Linked DNA regions of Mus musculus: all the other regions are linked to region 3. Evidence: chromatin contacts called from public Hi-C and HiCAR-type data. All regions are on one chromosome and are shown on one strand. Each heading gives the region's core, a stretch centred on a gene start, on an enhancer-like site or on the middle of the called end of the contact. The rest is flanking DNA. Distances are from core to core; before and after follow the strand shown. Region 1 holds the start of Krit1 (KRIT1, ankyrin repeat containing). Region 2 holds the start of Rbm48 (RNA binding motif protein 48). Region 3 holds the start of Cldn12 (claudin 12).

What was found. A called contact is a pair of places that touch in the nucleus more often than the background predicts. HiCAR-type assays count read pairs that join an accessible place to other places.
Region 1: a contact with region 3 is called in a HiCAR-type map of astrocytes, with 2.4 times the contacts expected there. The contact joins the promoter of Krit1 here to the promoter of Cldn12 in region 3. A contact is called at or near these places in 2 of 39 promoter capture datasets (cranial neural crest and hippocampal neurons) and 1 of 115 datasets of contacts at active chromatin or transcription factors (astrocytes).
Region 2: a Hi-C map of cardiomyocytes shows a contact between it and region 3, with 5 times the contacts expected there. The contact joins the promoter of Rbm48 here to the promoter of Cldn12 in region 3. A contact is called at or near these places in 1 of 39 promoter capture datasets (liver) and 1 of 484 Hi-C or Micro-C datasets (cardiomyocytes).

What each region holds. Positions count from the first base shown.
Region 1 is chr5:3,801,209-3,804,620 of GRCm38.p6, forward strand. It overlaps Krit1 (KRIT1, ankyrin repeat containing), which reads left to right and starts at 1,957. Exons shown (of 17, transcript NM_030675.3): 1 at 1,957-2,275. It overlaps Ankib1 (ankyrin repeat and IBR domain containing 1), which reads right to left and starts at 1,916. Exons shown (of 20, transcript NM_001289527.1): 1 at 1,389-1,916.
Region 2 is chr5:3,595,136-3,598,747 of GRCm38.p6, forward strand. It overlaps Rbm48 (RNA binding motif protein 48), which reads right to left and starts at 1,412. Exons shown (of 5, transcript NM_172991.4): 1 at 831-1,412; 2 at 120-310. The coding sequence starts at 1,067. Pex1 (peroxisomal biogenesis factor 1) reads left to right here and starts at 931. Exons shown (of 24, transcript NM_001293806.1): 1 at 931-1,382. The coding sequence starts at 1,254.
Region 3 is chr5:5,513,158-5,516,320 of GRCm38.p6, forward strand. It overlaps Cldn12 (claudin 12), which reads right to left and starts at 1,819. Exons shown (of 4, transcript NM_022890.2): 1 at 1,608-1,819; 2 at 5-94.

The DNA of each region.
Region 1 (3,412 bases), core at 707-3,206, 1.7 Mb before region 3:
ATAGCATAAACTCAAGATTCTCAGAGCTTTGAGAAAACAAATAAATTAAGTAGGAAATGTTGTTCCTATCTTTCCTCTTTGTCCCAAAGATAAAAGAAACTAGTGGAATTTTCAAAAAAGATTGTTCCATGCAGCTAGCCATTCCCTGAGGAAAACCCTTAGAGCTTCTTCATCAGAAGCTGATTTTACACCTTCAACAATGCCCTCAAGTCTGCACAGTGCTGGGCTTCTGTGCCAAGGAAAGTCCATTTCCAGACAGACTGTGGGAGCTACATCTTCTGCGTCTGCTTCAAACTAAACTGTGAAGTGTAAAGTTACAGCCCAAGATAAACTGCTAAACGGCTTGCTGGGGTGACTAAACATATTTATTGTTCCTAAAGAAATAATTTCCAAGAAAAAAAAATCACCAATGTTACCATACTACCTTAGTTTACAGAATATTAACAGAACCTACACCGTACAGAGTAACATTATTTTTAGAATTATCATTTGCTTTCTAATAGTACCTTAAAAAGTAGTTAATGCATTGACAGCTGTCTAATCACTGACAGTATTAAAATTATATTTTAATCTAATTTCTGGAAAGTTCTGCAAAAGCAACCTAAAAATGCAAACTAAAATTTAACGAGAAACAGCCTAGTCAAACAGTAATCAAAACAGTAAGAAATTAACAGCATCCAAAGTACACTATCTAAAACTCCAGATGTTTTCACATTTGGTCTTCACATTTACTAGTAAACCTGAATGGGTCTTTCAATCCAAAGATTTTTCAACATGCCGTTCCATAAGAATGACGCTTGTGAGAATAAAAACTCTTCAAGACCTGCTTCATTACAGCTGTAGCTTCAATTACCTCCGACTCAAACATCAATGTACGAACAGTTCACACATACGTAGAGGAATGAGGGTACAGAGGAGCGTTCATTCTTTTGTTTGGGTGGCAAAAGCAACACAAATAAAGGTTCAGTGGTGCCATCTGCACCTATCCCCACCCATGACAGTCCTACAGAGCACTTTTAACCTAGTCGCTCCTCACTATTTCAGGTCCACGGAGTTAGTGGAATCCAAGGCTTTCCAGGTCCCAACAAGGGTTGCGGAGACTGTGAGGTCCGGGGTTCTACAGAAAATGAAGGAGGGCACGAATCTTTTGAGGACAGAGGGACAAGGCTATGTAGACGTGTGTGGAGGATGGGACGCGCCGCGGAAACCGGGAGGCTTGCAAATTCGCGAGCGCGAGAAACCCCGTAGGGCAGACAGGATGCTGTGCTCCTTCGGGGACGGGGAGAGAAGGGGTGACAGGGCAACCCTCGCAAGAGACGCGGAAGGGCGTGAACTAGGCAGGCTCGAGACTGCCTCGGCCAGAGCCGAGCCGCGAAGCAGAAACTTACGGTTACTTCTCCCGGCCGGGACCGGGCTCGCGTCGATTCCCCCCAGATCTGCAGGTCTTCCTCTGTCGCGGCCACCTGGCTCTCGCGCCGAGCGGGTGACCTCTCGGGTCCACTCGGCGCCCCACCCACCCGCCGGCGGCGGCGGCTGCGGGAGCCGGAGGATGCGCGCTGGAGGCCCGCGGGAAGCGCTGCGCGAGCCCGACGCGCCCGGCGAGCTCACACTGGGCGGGCGCCCCCCATCTTCTCCCGCTGCGCGCCGCCGCTCTCAGGCTATGGAGGAGGGGGGCGGTGGCGCCTGCCTCCGCCGCTCGCTCAAGTCCAGCGCATGGTCGTGCCGCGTGCGCACGCAGCCGCGGAGGCCGACCTCCCTTCCCCGACCCCCGTCCTTGCTATAGCTAGCGTCGGGCTCGGCTGCCGCCAAACCCCGCGAGCTCACGGTCGCCCGCTCCCAGACAGCTGCGGCCGCCGCGCGAAGTGGCACGGACCGGCACGAACGGCGGCTCCCCGCGGGCCGACCCGGAAGCTTTTTCAGCCGCAAACCTGAAGCGGCCTTGGGGGCGTAACCCCGGAAGTTATTGCCCGGCGCCGGTAGCGGTGGGATGGCGAGCTGAGGCCTTTGGGAGCCCGAAGCTGGTGGAGAGGCTGAAGGGTTCCTGGAGCCGAGGGAGAGGAAGGACGGTGGGGAACAGGTGCCCTGAGACCCGAACTCGCGGGGCGGCTTTTGGTGACAATCCAGGGGCTTCCTGCCACAGGAAGTTGGGGTGGGCCTCCTAGATAGGCAGAAGGAATGAGAAAACGGTGACGGGCTGGCTCCGCCATCCTTCGACTGCCGCCCCACCCACTGACTTGGATGTAGCGGCTCGGGAGAGGATCCGCCGCCCGCCCGGGTGAGTCTTTCCCGTTTCCTTGGCGGAAACAAGGAAAGCAAGGCAAGAAGAGCCAGACGCCGGCTGGAGCCAACGGCAGGAGCACCGAAGCTCGCCCACGAGGCTCTGCATCAAGGCGTGTTGTTTCTTACACGCCGGTACCGAAAAGTCACCGGCGTCTCTTGGGTGGGAACTTTTGGAGCAAAAGCAGCTTTGCATTTTTCCCGGTAGGGGAGCACTGGTGGGTGGTGCCAAGGGAAAGACTTCCCAGGCAGTGTTGTCATTGCCAGGACAGTGACAGCTTATCGATTGTAGCTGTCTTCTCCCATCTATCCGAGTTCTTCCTTTATGTCTCCTTTTGGCTTGCACTCTCTGCTCTCTCCTCCCCTCGGTCTTTGTAACTTCACCAGAAGCCTTGATGTGGTTGGCCGACCTCAAGATTTCAGCTCCATTCCTGTCCTGCTCTCTCAGGGAACTTAGCGTGTCTTTATTGTAAACAAACTCACTGACCCACAAAGGAGTAATTACCCCTGCTGTGGGCACTAAGTGAAAATTGTATGCCTCTCCTTTGTCAATCATAATGAAAATCAACAATATCCCTGCATATTTTTTAAAAAAATCGCAGACAGCCCTCCAAGTTATGAACCATCTCCACTTACATAAGTCCTCATTTTTTAGGCAGCATATCATTCATGCCTGAGCATTTCTCCAGTGCAGTGAGCCATATAGCATATTAGCAATGGCTTTATTTATTTTTATTCTTTTGACTAGTTCTCTCTTCCTGTCGGTTTCAGTTGCACCAGCTTCACCTTCATCGCTGGTAGCTTTTGTTGTTTTCCTGGCTTCAACCTTTGTTTCCTTTTATGTCATTGGAAGACTATTTTAAGTGCTCCAGTACAAATACTTTTTTAAAAATAAACTTAAAATAAAAAAAAAAAGAATTTTTGCGAATATGTTGCTAGCAGTAAGTTTGTTTTATATATTTAAAATATGAGTATTTAAAATATATAATGAGTATTCACAAATGAAACACTTTGCTAATAGACGTTTTCTTATGAATTGATTGAGATAAGAATTGGTTTACTTTAAATTCTGTGCAGAAAGTTAACTACTTAGTTTCTCCTTTAGGTACTTTATAGAAAGCATCATTTTCTATAG
Region 2 (3,612 bases), core at 162-2,661, 1.9 Mb before region 3:
AGGAAGACTGAGAGCAAGAAGTGCTTCTGTGCTTTGGGTACATTTGGGAAACAGTTGGGGCCAAAATGACAGCAACAGGAATAAGATTTTAACAGGAGTTCTGCTTAACTTGTACATACCTTGCACTCTGTAATTTCACAAATTTAATGAGATAAACTTCTGTAAAATCTTCCGCTGGGTATTCATCTAGAGCGTTATACTGTTCAATCGCACCATACAGAGCAAAACGCTCAACTAATTCCTTCATGGCTCCCACTGCAGGAACTCCTTGTATTAGTAAGTACTGAGACTCCAAATTGATTGTATATACCTAAAGTCAAAGGAGACCTCGTTAAATGTACTCTTCAAACAAGCCTATGGCAAATCGGTCCTCCCACCCCCTTTTAAATGGAGCTTTGAAAACAAGAAACAATCCGGTCTGCAAAACATACACACTAAACTGTCACTCTTCTGCCTAAAGACTACCACACTCCACATAAGGGTATCTGACTAAACCACTTAACAGACGTCTTTTCCAAAAGCTGACTCCAGAGAGGTTAATGTAAACAGCCACTGAACACTCACTCACCCTGGGCTTGCCCTGTGAGAAGCGCTATTGTAAACACATAGGATACAAAGCTAAAAATAGTGGGTTGGAGGTTTGGTAAGCAGCTAACCGAGGGTAGTGATAACCTTTGGTACCGGGGCCCGGGTTCTTCGTGCCCCCTCCACTTAGAGATGGATCTCACAACATCCCTGCCATGCCTTTATGGAGGCAGGCCTTGGGGAGCTAGTGCTCACAGGAATTTAGTGTCCCTGCCGAGGGGAGAGAAGAATCCGAGTCACTCTACCTTGACCGCGCGAGGGCGTCGGCCCTCCCGGTATTTGGCCCGCGAGTCACACACAGCCGTCTGGACGTGGTGATCGAATACGCCACCAGGTTTCCCGTCACTGGATGCCATCTTGCCGGCTCTAGTCCCCCGCGCCAGAACAACATCCGCCAGCCGCGCTCCTCTGAGTCCAATAAGAGAGCAGGATGGACCAGGCGTGCTAGGATTGGCTGAAGGATCGACCCCATCGACGATCATCTCCTGAGAGCGAGAATTCGACGAGCGACGTGCCGCCCCCTAGAGCTTCGGAGGTGGCCCGAGGGTGACAGCGGCCGGGCGTGGGAAGAGGGGGGCGGGCCTGATCGATGTTCTCGGGTTCCGACGCTCTCACCTGACGAGAAGCCGGTGGACTCCGCTCTCCGGTGAGAGTTGAACCTTGGGACAATGTGGAGCAGCGATCGCTTAGCGGGTGCGGGGTCTGGTGGGGCGGTCGTGACGGTGGCCTTCACGAATGCTCGGGACTGCTTCCTGCATCTGCCGCGGCGCCTCGTGGCCCAGCTTCACCTGCTGCAGGTAACGCGCTGGCGGGACGCGGACACCACTGACGTCTCGTGGGACTAGGGTCAGCTGACACCTTTTCCTGCAGGGACATCGTCTGCCACCGACCCCGAGCTGAGGCGTGAGCGAGGGCCCCCTGCGGGCATGGCGTGGAGTGGCAGCGTGTGCATCCACACCACGGCTAGTGTATCCTCAGACCCTACCGTGGAATTCCTAGTGCACCCCTTTAACTCGGTTAAAGCAAGCTGAGCATGCAAGGGTTCTGCCCCAGCAGTCAGAAGCGGCCCTCACTCAAGGATGGAAAGTTCTAGAGAGCTCTTACAGGTTTGCTTACAGGTTGCTAAAGCATTATCCTGCCAACGAGTTGCCGGTGCAGCGATAGAGGTGTTGAGTGGCAGACTTGGTTTGTAGATTACCAAGGTTTCCAACCTGTGCGAAAGGTTAATAAAAGGATAGATAGCTCTCCCTGCTCCGGAGGACTTCGAACATAGCAAGAATATGTGCGGCGAGGGAGGTGGGGCGGGGTGACAAGGTGATGGAATTATTCACACCCCACACTTTCACCTCGGTAGCTAGGATTACTTGGACCTCAGCGAGCTGTCTGGATTCTGTCATTATGGTGTTTCAAGGCTATTAACCATCGGTGGAAATACAGCATCCATATTTTCCTAAGAGTGAGCAGAAATAGACTCTCTTAGTTTGAGTGTATTCATGGGGTTAGAGTATTTGAAATCTAAAATCCTAGATGCATGGTACCTGAACACTGGGTCATAAAAAAAATATACAAGAGTTTGAAATGACTTCAAGTATTCTACCTTTATTTCCTCTTTGCTACATTTATCTTGCTTTTACAGTCCACCTATCAGAACACACCAATTTCATCAGAACCATTCTTACTGTTAGTTTATCTCCACCAAATATTCTCTAACTCTCTGGTTTGCTTTCTGGTGACTGAAAGGAATCATTCACTGTTACCAAATCCCAGCTTGGATCATTATTCCCTGTCATTTCTGATGGGGATTTTTCAGTGTATTTTCAAATCTCAAATTAAGCTTACCACCCCATGAGTTTAGAAAAATGCTTCCTTATGGTCGCTAAGAATTTGAACCTGACATGTTGTTGCTTCCTTGGATTCATCACTGTTTAGGAATTACATAGTCTTGGTCTTTATTATTATTTTTATTATTATTTGAGAAGTGAAGAAGTAAAATACTAAGCATTTGGATTAAGTCTTGCATGCTTATATCTAATCTTTATTGTTTATAGAAAGGTGGAGCTAGATACACATGAGGTTTCCTGTCCTGGTTTTTTGTTTTGTTTTGTTTTGTTTTGTTTGTTTTTTTCGAGACAGGGTTTTTCTGTGTAGCCCTGTCTGTCCTGGAACTCACTTTGTAGACCAGGCTGGCCTCGAACTCAGAAATCCGCCTGCCTCTGCCTCCCGAGTGCTGGGATTAAAGGCGTGCGCCACCACGCCCAGCTTCCTGTCCTGGTTTTGTGTAGTATTAATATGACTTTTGTTGAGAGGTCATTGCTTTTAGCAATTACTTGGTATGATACCATAAACTGACCATAACTTATATAACTGCTCACCATGATTAACTTTTGAACTCAACTTTTAGAAATTTAAAGTGACAGCTATGTTTTGCTGAAACTGTAAAGTGTTGTTGCTTATGGATCATTTTCATTTTTGGTTATTTAGAATTCCCAAAATAATTGTCTTAGTCAGGGTTTCTACTGCTGCGATGAAACACTGTGACCCAAAGTATGCTGGGGAGGAAAAGGTTTATTTGACTTACACGTCACATTGTAGTCCATCATTAAAGGAAACCAGGATAAGAAGTCAGGCAGGACAGGAAACTGGAGGCAGGAGTGTGTGCAGAGGTCATGGAGGGCTGCTGCTTACTGGCTTGTTCCTAATGGCTTGCTCAGCCTGCTTTCTTATAGAACCCAGGGCTACTAGGGGTGTTACCACCCACCATTGGCTGGCCCTACCCCATCAGTCACCAATTAAGAAAATGCCGTACATGCTTGCCTGCCGCTGCATCTTATGGAGATATTTTCTTAGTTGACATTCCCTCCTCTCAGATAGCTTAGTTTGAAACACATTAACAAGAAACTATCCTCCTGGTAGTGGTGGCTCACACCTTTAATCCCAGCACTCAGGAGGCAGAGGCAGGTGGATTTCTGAGTTCGAGGCCAGCCTGGTCTACAAAGTGAGTTCCAGGACAGCCAGGGCTACAGAGAA
Region 3 (3,163 bases), core at 569-3,068:
TCACCCTTTCCCTGTGCCTGATCCTCCAAAGTCAGCTTAGTGAACTCAGATGCAACAGGAGCACATCTGCACACAAAGCAGAGATAATCTGGACCTACCAAAGTAGAAAAATGCTCCAAATTACTACAGTCCTTCCTTCGCAACTCTATTTTAACTCACATATAACTGGGGGGGGGGGGGGGGCAGTAATTGTCTAGACTTAATAATAAAATGCTACAGCCAAACAGGCAAGCAATAAGTTTTTCAAAAAGGCAGTTTAAGGTTAGGGGTGTAGCTCAGCTACAATGCTTGCCCATCATGTAGAAGGCCCAAAGTTCAAACGCCAGCACCACGACAAAGCAAAAACAAAAACACAACAACAACAAAAAAAATAGCACAGGCAATTTATTCTTATATTCACTATTAGATATGAGCCTCAAAGGAAAATAACTCTTATTTTGTGATTTGAAAGTTCGGGATAATTAAGGCTAAAATTAAAAATCACAAATCACTTTACTGGGTTAGAAATCTAAGAAAAAAATTAATAGATTTATTTTTCAAGATCTAGTTCCTGCCTACCGTGTCATAAGGAGCACGGTGAAAGAAAGCACCATGCAGTTGCCTTGGAATGAAAAGAAATGCACTGTTTTCTAAAATGTTTAAAAGACGGTATTTACCATAAAACCAGACAAAACTAATCTGCTCTGTACAACCTAAAATTTGCAACTAGTATGTCCTTTTTAGTTTATGTTGTGTGGTATCTATCGTCCTTGGCTCAACCTGCCATTTGGTATGTTTTCATATCTCTAAAGAGGAGTGACTTCCTGTTGGAATACTAGTTAACTCAAACAGGTAGGATGAGTGAAAAACTCATAAACGCCTGGCAGCTTCCTGGATCCAGGCGTTTATCGCTGGCCCTATTACAGTAATTATGCAGGATGTGGCCTGGGTGCTGATTTCCATCGAGGTTCCCCACCTCCCATCTACGATTCTTGAGTTGTTATCAATCAAGATTGTTGCTTCGAAGTCAGAAGGGCTCGTTTTACAATCAATGACCCCAATCGGACCCCTGGGCAACCTTTGCCATGAGGTCACCTGGCATAGCAGTTCTGCAGTGAAGACTAGCCCCTTCGCAGAGCAGGGCAGTGTCGAGGGACAGCAGCAGCCAGATCGGCACGTCCGGGTGGGAGCCGCGTCCTCAGGAGACCCCGAGCGGCCGAGCCTGGCAAAGGGGGGGCGGCTGCGCCCAGCCAATGGCGTGAGCCCTCCCCGGGCGCACGCTCGCCGCTCGCCCACCCCTGCCCGGTGCGTGGGGAGAGCGAGCAGGTCAGCGTTACACAACCAGCGCCGTCAGCCGCTGGGTCCAAAATAGCAGCCAGCTCGCAGCTCGCAGCTCGCACCCCCGCCCGCCCCCAGCCCTCGGCTGCCCCGGCAACGCGGCTCCACACTCCTCGGAGGGGACGAAAACGTTGTAAACGCGGTACCAAATACCTCCTCGGCCACTTTTCCACGTCCACCCATGTGGGCAACCTTTCAAATGCCGACTCGCCGCCGCTTCGCCGTTTCACGCAACACCTTCAACTACTTGCAAAAGACTCGGAAACGGGAGCGTCCCTGACCACACCTACCGGCTCCTCACGGCTCGGGCATCCCGCTCACCCACTCCGAGCCGCGGCTCCTTGGTCTCCCTCCGCTGCCGCGGAAGTGCGTTCTGGCGAAGCCGCCCCGGAGGCTTCAGGGAACCAGTCAGGCTCTCCCCTGGCTCCGCTCGGGAATACCTTGGCTGCCGGGAACTACAGTTCCTAGCATCCATCGGGCCGCTGGCCGCGGGCCAATTCCTGAGACCACCTCCTTCTTCCGGGTCCCGCCTCCCTCGTTTCCTCTTGCACCTTATTAGGGATAGGTTTACGGCTTGCTTTAGAATGCTCTCAATCACACGCATGAGGGACAAATTTGAGATTCGTTTGGTTACTCAATCAAAAGTTGTTCATTAAGTGCAAAAAAAAAAAAAAAAAGGTCTAACTCCATAGCCACACAAATTTACAAGGGGCACTTTGCTTGTTACTTCTGGGGTTAACTATAGGCAAAAGATACCCTACTGCAGCAAAATTCCATACATAAAACTAATTATTAAGTATTCTAATTTGACTCTTCTACACATCAGCTATCCTCTCTCGTCTTCTCTGATATGTGCATCCTGTGCAGATAAATATGTCAAAGGACTCATACACAGTATTTAAGTTAAAAAGAGCAAAAATGATGCCTGTGAATTCCAGTTGATTCCATCGCACTATATACATACACACAAATAGAGAAACAAAAACTGTCGATGTTGACAACTCTTTTCTTTAATTATCTTTTTTTTTTCTTATTCACTTTATATCCTGAACACTGCCCCTATCCCCATCAACCCCCTCTCCTGAGTCGGGGAGCCCTCTCGACCCCCCAACCCTGGCACTTCAATTCTCTGTGAGGCTAGGCACTTCCTCTCCCACTGAGGCCAGACAAGGCTGCCCAGCCAGGTACGTAGCCCAAGTACAGGCAACAGCTTTGAGGTAGCTCCTACACCAGTTGTTTGGGGCCCACATATGAGCTGGAAGGCCTAGGTCCAGCCTGTGTTTGTTCTTTGGTTGGTGGTTCAGACTCTGAGAGCCCCAAGGGTCCAGGTTAGTTAACTCCATTGGTCTTCCTGTGGAGTTCCTATCTCCTTCAGGGCACAGCAATCCTTCCTCCTATTCTCCAGTAAGAGTCCCCAAGCTCTGGAGACTGTTTGGCTGTGGGTGTCTGCGTCTGTCTGAGTCAGCTTCTGATTGGAGTCTCTCAGAGAGCAACCATGCTAGGCTCCTGTCTGCAAACATAACAGAGTATCATTAATAGTGTCAGGGATTGTTGCTTGCCTATGGGATGGTCTTTGCTCCATCACCTGTGCCTGCATTCCTTGTAGACAAGATAAATTTTGGGTTGAAAGTTTTATGTGTGGATCGGTGTCTCTATCACTCCACCAGGGTTCCTGTCTCGCTACAGGAAGTAAGCTCTTCAGATTCCAAATCTCCATTGCTGTCACAGCTAAGGTCACCCCCATAGAATTCTTGGGCGCCTCCCATATCCCAGGCCTCTGTGATGACAAGTTTTTTATTATTTAATTTTTTCATACAAATATTGATTATATTTCCCTCTCCCCCAA